Regions from separate parts of the Mus musculus genome. Here region 2 is linked to region 1. Evidence: chromatin contacts called from public promoter capture Hi-C data. All regions are on one chromosome and are shown on one strand. The core of a region is the stretch at or near the end of the contact, and the rest is flanking DNA. Distances in the headings are between cores, read along the strand shown. Region 1 overlaps Itsn2 (intersectin 2). Region 2 overlaps Mfsd2b (major facilitator superfamily domain containing 2B).

Region 1 (5,093 bases), core at 1,506-4,005:
TTACATGGTGAGGCAAAGGACCCAGAATACTACCATAGTATGAAAAAAGGAAAAGACCCAGTACTGGACTGCAAGAACCAAGACAGTGTGGTCTGAGCAAGAGAATGGGCAGATGGACTGACCAATGAGACCAAGGAAACACAGAGATTGACTCAGACAACATCCACCTGATCTGATGCAGAAGCAGAAGCACAGGCAATAACAAAGAGAGGGATCTCAACAGATGACTGGGTCATATGATTGCTACACCAATGGTGCTCAGCCTTCCTAATGCTGCAACCCTTCAATACGGTTCCTCATGCTGTGGTGACTCCCAACCGTACAATTATTTTCCTTTCCTTTCCTTTCCTTTCCTTTCCTTTCCTTTCCTTTCCTTTCCTTTCCTTTCCTTTCCTTTCCATTTCTTTTCTTTTTCGAGACAGGGTTTCTCTGTGTAGCCCTGGCTGTCCTGGAACTCAGTTTTTAGACCAGGCTGGCCTCGAACTCAGAAATCCGCCTGCCTCTGCCTCCCGAGTGCTGGGATTAAAGACGTGCACCACCACACCTGGCTACTGTCATGAATCTTAATGTAAATGTCTGATGTGCAGGACATCTGATAAGCATCCCCTGTGGAAGGGTCATTTGGCACACAAAGAGGTTGCGACCCTCAGGTTGAGAAGTGCTGCCCTAGCTAGACCTATTCCTCATTAAAAGGACCTGAAAATGCACCATCCTCGAGTACCAAATGTGAGCCACAAAAATGTAGAGCTCACGGAAGATAAGAGGATAAAAAAAATCTATGTGGCTTTAGGGTAAGTGATAACTTAGAATATGACACAAAGGCATAGTCTACAGGGAACTTCACAAGCTGGACTTTACTAAAATCTAAATTTTTGTTTTATGAAAGACAGGGTCAAGAGAGAGAAAAAAAGACAAGTCACAGACTGTAAGAAAATAGTTACAAACCCGACACCTGACCCAACATATACAACTAACTCAACAACAAACAAAACATCTGACTTAAAGAACAGGCCATACACCTTAGTACCTCACCAAAGAAGATGTGTAGGTGGCAAGGGAGTGCATGAACACTGCTGGGGTGCTCACCTTTAATCCTGACTGTCGGGAAGCAGAGGTAAGCACATCTCTGAATTCAGGGCCAACCAGGGCTACTGAGCAAGATCCCTCCTTAAAAAAAGGGATTCCGTATACCACCTATCTTCAGGGGAAGGTATAGTAAACAAGACCAGCGCGCATTAGCTTGGCCAGAGGCCACAACACAACAGCAAATGCTGAACGGCCTGAGGCAACAGGGATTCCTTCACTGCTGGGGCATAGCTGGAGCAACGCATGGTGCTGCCACTTTGGAACAGTGTGGCTCTTACAAAACATCACACTATGAGACCTGGAAACCATGTGCTTTGGTATTTTCCAAAGGAACCCAAAACACGGCAGAGCCAAACAATAAAATTTTAACCTGGCCATAAAATGCAATAATGTATTGATACATCCTACAACTTAGATGTTATGAGAAATAAGTCAATCACAATTGCCCACACATCTTCTAACACAGAGGAGGAATGTCCAAATCAGGCAAACACATGCAGACATAGAGTGGATTAGTGGATTCGGAGGGCTAAGGACTATGTATGTTGTGTGTATGTATGTGGTTACAAGGTGATAAGAGAGTGATAATTTAAAGGTCTTTTGAGGTGATGAAAATATTTTCTAATTGATTACAGCAATGGCTGCATGACTGTAATACATTAAGGCCACTGAGTTGTACACGTTAAAGGGGTATATGAATCACACTCAATAAGACAGTGACTATGGGCAATCTTCTCCTGGATGCTATCACCACAGGCTCTTGCTCTTATACTTCATTCTGGCCTTTTCTCTGTGTGTTTCTCCTCTTTTTACTGGTAGGAGCAATGTGCACTGCCAGACGTTATGATGATAGAGATGGCAGTAGCTTTAGCACACAAGTATATGACGTTCACAGCATGAACTCAGAAGCCAGCCTCACTAAGCCAACTTGTCCCTTATTGGGACTTTAGCTCATTTTAATTTTCCCATCTGTAAAAATGAATGAGTCATTTTGTTCATGGATCTTAAGAGAGTATCTAAGGAGTCCCATTTTTGACACAGGCAGGGTCTGCTTGTTTTCTAAATGGTAGTTCCACAGCACTCCACTCTCACAAATCCTGCTGCCTGTTATCCTGGGTCCTCCTACTTCTCAGCCCTGGCTGAAGATCACACAGGAAGATCCTTTCCCTACGGAGTCTCAACTATGGAAAAGCTACAAGTATGCACAATGGTGCCAACTCCAGCTGGTGTGCATTTAGTGCTGTGCTTCTGGGATACATCTTCCTAAATAGCTAGGCAACTCTATCAGGATAGTCCTTTATAGGAAAAACAAAACAAAACAAAAGCCAACTCACCTTCTTCCCCCACCTCTGGCTCCGTTCACGGCACAGGGATTCTATCCCACTCCCTCCCATTGCATCAGTGCCTAAGGAATACCAAGTTCCCCTTAGCTTTGACACAGTTTCTTCACTCTGATGCAGAGCAGACCAGCATCATCTGGGACACTTGGAAAACATCCCCATGCTCACGCTGAACTTCAGACCATGCTGCCTAGGACTCATTAGCATTTCAGAGCTTCCAACATGGCCAAGCTAGAGAACTGTTATCCGCACTTGTGTCTGAGCCTCTACTTTCCCGTGGCTTCACAGTTCCACCCTCACAGTACTGAAGTGTCTTATCATGCCTCCTGCCCACCCCAGCACTTTAGTGTGTGTAGATTATTCCTCATCTGCACTGAGCCAGGCTTCCTCCTACTTATCTCATGGTCTGTCAGCTGCTGCCCGCATTCCAGCAAGTCTTCTCTGCCTCACCAATCTAGGGTGCAACTAGGCACTCCTCCTCTGCTCTCCTGGTGCACAAGAAAAACAAGTCTGCCACGGTGCTGGGACTTACATTATGTGCTTCTGCCCCCATTCCATGGCAAATGCCACGCTAGCTTGTCCTCGCTCTCCTTTGGCATCTAAGAACTACTGCAGCAGGGTCTTCTGCTGCAGGGTCTTCTATTAGCCTCTTAGTTTTTACTAAAATGTCTTCTAAGTTTCTTTTGATATTTAAAAAAATTGTGGAAAAACTGCAAATAAAATATTGCTATTATCTTTGATTATAGTTATCTTCTCTATGCAACAGCATAGCAATAGCAAAGTAAAAATCTCTTTTGCTTTTGAGATATGTATAATTATCTCAAATTATGTAAATCTTGACTACTGGTCTGTACCCTGAGATTACACTAAGAGAAAAACAAAGTCCCAAAGTCACTTAATCACACTTATTATACAAATAATTAAAGTAAGACTTAAAAGGATGCTTCAAAAGAAATACACAATACAAGTAATGGAGTTTGTGTTCTTTTAATAAACACACTTGCATAGTTATATTACAATTGTGTAAAAATAAAAACAGATTATTTCATGCCAAGCGTGCCCAGCATTTGCACAATCTCAATACCTTTAATACTATAGTTTTCAAGACACACAAAATAAAAATTTAAGGCAAATACATCACTTTGCAACAAGTTAATAGTTTATTACATCACAGCAGCATCACAGCAGCATCTAATAATGCCATTCAGGCACAGGGTCTCAGTATTCTGTTACGTATTTACAAGAACTCATAACTTGGTAAATTTCATCTAAGAAAACTTGGCAAATAAAGCTTTGGACTGGACCTGCCATTTCTTTCTCTGCCTTTTCTCTCAGCCCTAATCATTTTCTTTTGAACTCTAGTATCGCGTTGTATTTTAAAACAATTACTGTTTTAAGTATTACATTATTTCAAAATTTCTCAAAGAATCAGAGAAAGTATATGATCAATAAGGTTAACTTTTAGGTTTTAAATTTTCTAAAATAACAGCTTTGGCTATAGCCTTTTCTTCACTGCTGGAACACCCATCAAGTTCAAGTGCATGCTTTAGAAATGCCTGTCACACAGTGTGCTCTTAAACTGGTGTATCCTACAAGTTCAAGTTGATCCACTGTGTTCTAATGTGTAAATTATGTCTCCAAGAAAGTCCTAAGCAACAGAAGCTGCCTTACTTTAAATCAGGAAGAAAGCAAACACACGGCTGGATGAGGGATTGCAACAGATTGCATGCACTTATAAGAACAATGTAAACGATTGTATGTCACTCATCTCCTTTCTTGCAGCTTTCTATCAGGTATGATGAAATGCCTAGAGTAGTAGTCGGTTAGCACAGTGAGTTTACTTGCTGTACTGACATTTGCTTTGATTGTTGGGCCAGTATGTGACTTACTCCGCAGGCACCTACCTGTTAAACATATTTTCAGACTGATTGCAGATGCTGAGCTCAACCTGAATGCCAGTTCCAAGAATCTATTTTGTTGTTCTGAGACAGAGTTTCTCTGTGTAACAGAGCCCTGGCTATCCTGGACTCACATGGTACACCAGGCTGGCCTCGGACTCACAGAGATCTGCCTGTCTCTGCCACTCGAGTACTGGGATTAAAGGCGTGCACCACCACACTTGGCTATAATCTACTTTTCATGATGGCGAAGTCAAGGGATTTGACCTATAAAAATACTTTTGGATAAATTTATAAGTATAGTAGAGAAGCCCCAAATAAAAATTATAAAGAAAAAAGGTACTTTATGAAACAATGCAGTTAGTTAGTGGGGCTGGCTTTCTGAGCTCAGCATAGAGAGCAGCTGGCCACACGTGGCATTTAAGGAGGTAAAGGCAGAATGTTGATGAGACAAAAAGAAAAATCAGGTGATCTATATAACGTGGAAAAGTCAGTTTGAAATCAGTCTTTGCATTGTCATTTAGTGACTGCAGGCAATTCTCTTACCCATCTGTAAATTGAAATTATTGCTTTCCTATGAATGTTATGTAAAATACTGTCATGATGGCAAGTGCTAAAATGGAGGTGGTCTAAGGACTCTACAGAACCCCCACCCAGGGAGCACACAGACATCTAATAACCTCAAGAATGTGAATGTTTCCAGTACAGATATTTGGGTTTTGTAAAACTGTAACTAAACTGTTGTTTTTTTCCCCTCAAGTCATGATTT
Region 2 (4,708 bases), core at 1,103-3,602, 180 kb before region 1:
TCTCCCCAGGTGATGGTGCCCTTTTCTATCTTGTTGGCTGCTGTGCCCTCAGCACCGGTGGCCTATGTTGTGGCCTTTGTCTCTGGCGTGAGCATTGCTGTGTCCCTGCTGCTACCCTGGTAGGCTGGATGATGGGACGGGGGGTTGGGGAGCCTCGTATCCCTCCATAAGGGAGTCTCTCTCCTGCTGTCCTGTTCCATGTGCAGGGCCACCAGTTACTTCCTTTTGGGCTTTTCTAAGAAGGAGCCAACATCAAAACTGAAGGGAACACAGACATACTGCTGGCTGGTTGTGGGCCTGTTCTGGGCAGAGAGGACTCCAACTTAATCTCTGCCCTCCTGAGGACTTGCAGGCTGGCTGCTGCTTTTCAAAGGGAAGAGGGCTGATCCCATGCCCCTGCCCCTAGGTCCATGCTGCCAGATGTGGTGGATGACTTTCAGCTGCAGCATCGGTGTGGCCCAGGCGTGGAGACCATCTTCTACTCATCCTACGTCTTCTTCACCAAGCTGTCAGGCGCGGGTGCCTTGGGCATCTCTACCCTCAGTTTGGAGTCAGTCCGAGGGCGGGGGTGTAGCAAAAGCACAAAAGACCAGGGGGGTGGGAAGAGAAGGTCAGAGCCTCCGCCCTAGAGCCACCCATGAGCCTGGAGTGGATGCTCGGCTCCATGGAGTGTGAGGGACTCCATCATCAGGACTAAGGGGCTCCATGGAGTGTGGGGGACTCCATCATCAGGACTAAGGGGCTCCATGGAGTGTGGGGGACTCCATCGTCAGGACTAAGGGGCTCCATGGAGTGTGGGGGACTCCATCGTCAGGACTAACGGGCTCCCAACTCCTCCCTGGTAACCTGGCTGGAAGTGAGTTTTCAGGAGAGGGTGGGGTGACATGTCTGTGGCTTCTGCACCCAAAGGGTAATGCTCAGCAAAGCTGACGAGATGAGAGAGCTGCTGCTGGTGTTTCTCCAGGTTTGCAGGGTATGAGGCAGGGGCCTGCCAGCAAGCAGAAGAAGTGGTGGTCACTCTCAAGGTCCTCATCGGTGCTGTGCCCACCTGTATGATCCTTATTGGCCTGTGCATCCTCCTGGTTGGCCCCACTCCCAAGATGCCACGTCAGGACACTTCCTCCCAGCTAAGCCTTCGGAGGTGAGCAGTGTTTGCACATGGGTACACATGGGCAGTGTTACCAACCTATCACACACACACACACACACACACACACACACACACACACACACACACACACACACTGCTCAACAGCTAACAGCAGCCTGCAGGTCCTGCCGCACTGGCCGGCTAAGTCTCCTGATTTCAGACCACTCTTTGTTCTTAGATTTCTTTCTATTTTAATTGAGCTACCTCATGAATGGGAGACGTGAGGGACCTCCCTTGTACCCCATCTATGTATGAAACCTAGACCACCTCACACCTGGTGTGTTGTCACCCTCTACCCTGCACTTCTGTCAAGTTCCACATCCCGGGACATCAGTTTTTGCACGGCTGTACTTGCTGACCCACGGGCACATCAGCCAGGTGCGGGAAGCCGGATCCTCAGCTCATCCTCTCCCTAGGCTTCTCTTTCTTGTCTCCATCTCAGAGATGGAATCACTGTCTGCACCATTGCCCAGGCCTGGGAGCCTCCTTCCCTTCTTCTCATGACTGCTGAGTGGCTGTCTGCGCTGTTCTTCCTCTACCACTCATCCCGCTACATGGGGGAGGGGTGTGTGTGCTCATGGCTTTCCCAGGATGGCACAGGAAGCTTGCAGCTGGGGATATATTACATGAATCCCGGTATCCCAGGAGCTCAGCACAGAACCTGAGGCTAAATATGTACTCAGGAAGGGTATGCTGTCTCATCAGCTCCCATCTGGTCCCGGAGATGTTCCTACTTACAGATACACATGTGGGTGTCCATGTCTGCACAGGCCACACAAGGCAGCATTATCAGCAGCCCCTCACTTCATGGCTGATGATGTCATTCTCCAGCAAAAGGGTTCAGAGGTGACACTTTCACTCTAGCAATGCCCAGAGGAGGGGACTTGCCTGATGGGACTTGGAAAGGACTGGGCTGTGCCTTTAACAGAGCTGTGAGTGGAGAGTGTTGGCAGGACGGGGAGCAGTGGCTGAAACTTGTATGGCACTCTATGACAGGGCGGAGACCCTCATCTCACCGCTCTCTTCCTCCTTGGCTTTCTCCCCTCAGGAGGACTAGCTACAGCCTTGCCTGAACTTTAAGGAGACCTCTGTGAGCTGGAAAGGAGAAACCTGCATTTTCTGGAACTCTCTAGCCCACAGCTCCTTGCCTGTTGGACCTGGATCCTTTCAGGCTTGTACCCCAGACTGCTCCACCTTCAAGAAACCTGATTCTAAAAGCATCCTCCTGGAAGGTTTCCAGCATCAGGAAGCCCTGCCTACCCTGGCCCTGTACATTCCTTTTGCTAAATGGCAGAGTTCCAACACAGGAATTCAGACACAGGCCTGGCTTGCATTCACACTCCAGTGGCCACCCGGACACAGTGCAAATGGTCAGGCTGAGGAAACAGGACATGTTGGAAGCTAAGCAGGTATTTATCCAGCATTTTGCTCTGTTCACACCAGTTGAGGTTACTTCTATCCATAGACAGAGGATGACATGGAACCATCAGAGGCCAGCTACTTTTACAAACAAATTGTGAAATATTCTGAAATTCTATGGTATATATAAAACCATATACTAGGAATTACAGTTTTCTAGGGTCTCTGTCTTTGGGGAAGAAAGATTCACTGGGGTTTATATTTTTTTAAAAAAACAAGTTTAGCTGGGTATGGTGACGCACACATGCAGTCCCAGCATTGGGGAACAGAAGCAGGAAAATCATGAGTTAGAGGCCAGCCTCCACTACATATCAAGTTTGAGGCCAGCCTGAAGAACCTGAGACCCTGTCTTCAAAGCAAATAAAAACTAAAGCTTATTTCCTACCACGTGGGTAAAATGTGACCATGGGTGCCCTACCATCCCATGCTAGAGTCCCTGGATGGGAAGCCATTAAGCATAGTTCTGGCCCCAGCCACCGATCAGGCACCGTATTGTGTGGATGAAGTAGGAAAGATCAGGGCCACCCCCAGCCCAAAAGCAAACAGCTTGTCCCTTATTGCTCTCCTCACCTCTTGCCACTCCTATCGCCTCCTTCCCTGCCACCCTGGAAGCCCATTAAACTTGGTTTCAGCCTCCAAAATAAAGACAGCTCTGCTCCACAGGACAGACTCCAGCACACACAAGAGAGAAGGAAGTTTGTACCCTGTTTCCACTTTTGCCACAAGTAACTGCTTGATTTACTTGTTTTTTCTAAAGATTTATTTCCTTTATGTGTATATGTTTGTGCCTGAGTGTACATGCATGTAGATGCCGGCAGAGACCAGCAGAGGGCATCAGAGCCCCTGGAGCTATAGTTGTGAGGGGTTGTAGGCTGCCCAGTACCGGTGCTGGTTACCAAACCCAGGCCCTCTGCAAGAGCAGCAAATGCTGCGAACAGTGTTACTTTGTTGTAGTTTGAGACAAGGTCTCATGTAGCCGAGGTTGGCTTTAAACTGATCCTGCTGCCTTTAGCACTCAAGTACCAGGATTACAAGCATGGATCACATCTGGTAATCTTGCTTTAAAAAAATCTAAGTTTAGTTGTCTAGACAAGAGGTATGTTGCGGGCTGGAGAGATGGCTCAGTGAGTAAGAGCACTTCCGAAGGTCCTGAGTTCAAATCCCAGCAACCACATGGTGGCTCACACCACCCGTAATGAGATCTGATGCCCTCTTCTGGTGTGCCTGAAGACAGCTAGAGTGTACTTATGTATATTAATAAATAAATCTTTAAAAAAAAAAAGAGGTATGTTGCTTAAGCTGGCTCAACTCCTGGGCTCAAGCAAGCCTTCTCTGTCAGCTGACTGAATAGATGGTTGTTTCTGGTTTTAACAAATATCTTGTGTACACCTCAGGATGAATATGTCAGTCAAGTTAATAATGGCTGACAAGGCACCAGCCTATAATGGTTGACACTGAAAGCTGACTTGGAGGGGTTTAGACTTGCCTGGCATAGCTGAGGGGAGAAGACCTGCCCACTGGAGGTGACGCCCTTACACAGGCTGGGGGTTTAGGCTGAAGAGAACGGAGCGAGCAAGCAGAGCTCTGCTTCCTGGTTGCAGATGCACTGTGGCTGGCTGTTTTGCGCTCCTGTCGCCATGTTTTCCAAAGCGCGGGTCTCTGAGCTAGAATAAGCCCTTCTTTCCTTGTGTGACTTGTATCAGGGTTCTTTAAAACAACATGACAAGTGGCCAGTACACTGAGACTCCCCAATGCTACGTAGCTAATGCTGAGCACTGCACTTCAAAACTCCCTTGGCTTGGCTGGCTTACTACCATTGTGACCCCCCCCTCCCCAACCCCCTTTGCTCTGCTACTCTGGCGTTCCTTAATCTTCTCTGCCTTCCCAGAGCAGTGTGATCTCACACATCCCCGTCACCCCAGAGCTCTCTGCCGAGCTTCAGCTTCCCAGACCCAGTGCCTCTGAGCGGTTCTCAGGCAGGCTCACCATCACGCATCCAAATAGAACCCGTCACCTCCCCTGTGTTGACAAACACTAGACGCTGCTATAGCAGACCAAGAACAACGCAAAATACTTCCTCCTGAAAAAAGTAGCTGCCAAAATCCTACAGCAAAATATCATTTTTTCTATGTGTGAGAC

Evidence for each region. Capture Hi-C pulls out chosen DNA fragments and counts their contacts.
Region 2: a promoter capture Hi-C map of liver shows a contact between it and region 1. The contact joins two enhancer-like sites. A contact is called at or near these places in 2 of 39 promoter capture datasets (pre-B cells and stem cell-derived epiblast-like cells), 1 of 484 Hi-C or Micro-C datasets (the THB-7 cell line) and 3 of 9 other capture datasets (adipose tissue, liver and pancreatic islet).

The regions. Positions count from the first base shown.
Region 1 is chr12:4,677,808-4,682,900 of GRCm38.p6, reverse strand. The region is part of intron 29 of Itsn2 (intersectin 2); the gene reads right to left. Among named protein-coding and RNA genes, the nearest start is that of Fam228a, 58 kb to the left of the region's middle. Within about 2 kb of position 2,755, at least 45 of the 459 cell types and tissues checked have an H3K27ac peak or open chromatin away from gene starts, as enhancers often do.
Region 2 is chr12:4,861,570-4,866,277 of GRCm38.p6, reverse strand. It overlaps Mfsd2b (major facilitator superfamily domain containing 2B), which reads left to right. Exons shown (of 14, transcript NM_001033488.2): 11 at 10-119; 12 at 407-550; 13 at 965-1,141; 14 at 2,199-3,840. The coding sequence ends at 2,223. Among named protein-coding and RNA genes, the nearest start is that of Mfsd2b, 10 kb to the left of the region's middle. Within about 2 kb of position 2,352, at least 46 of the 459 cell types and tissues checked have an H3K27ac peak or open chromatin away from gene starts, as enhancers often do.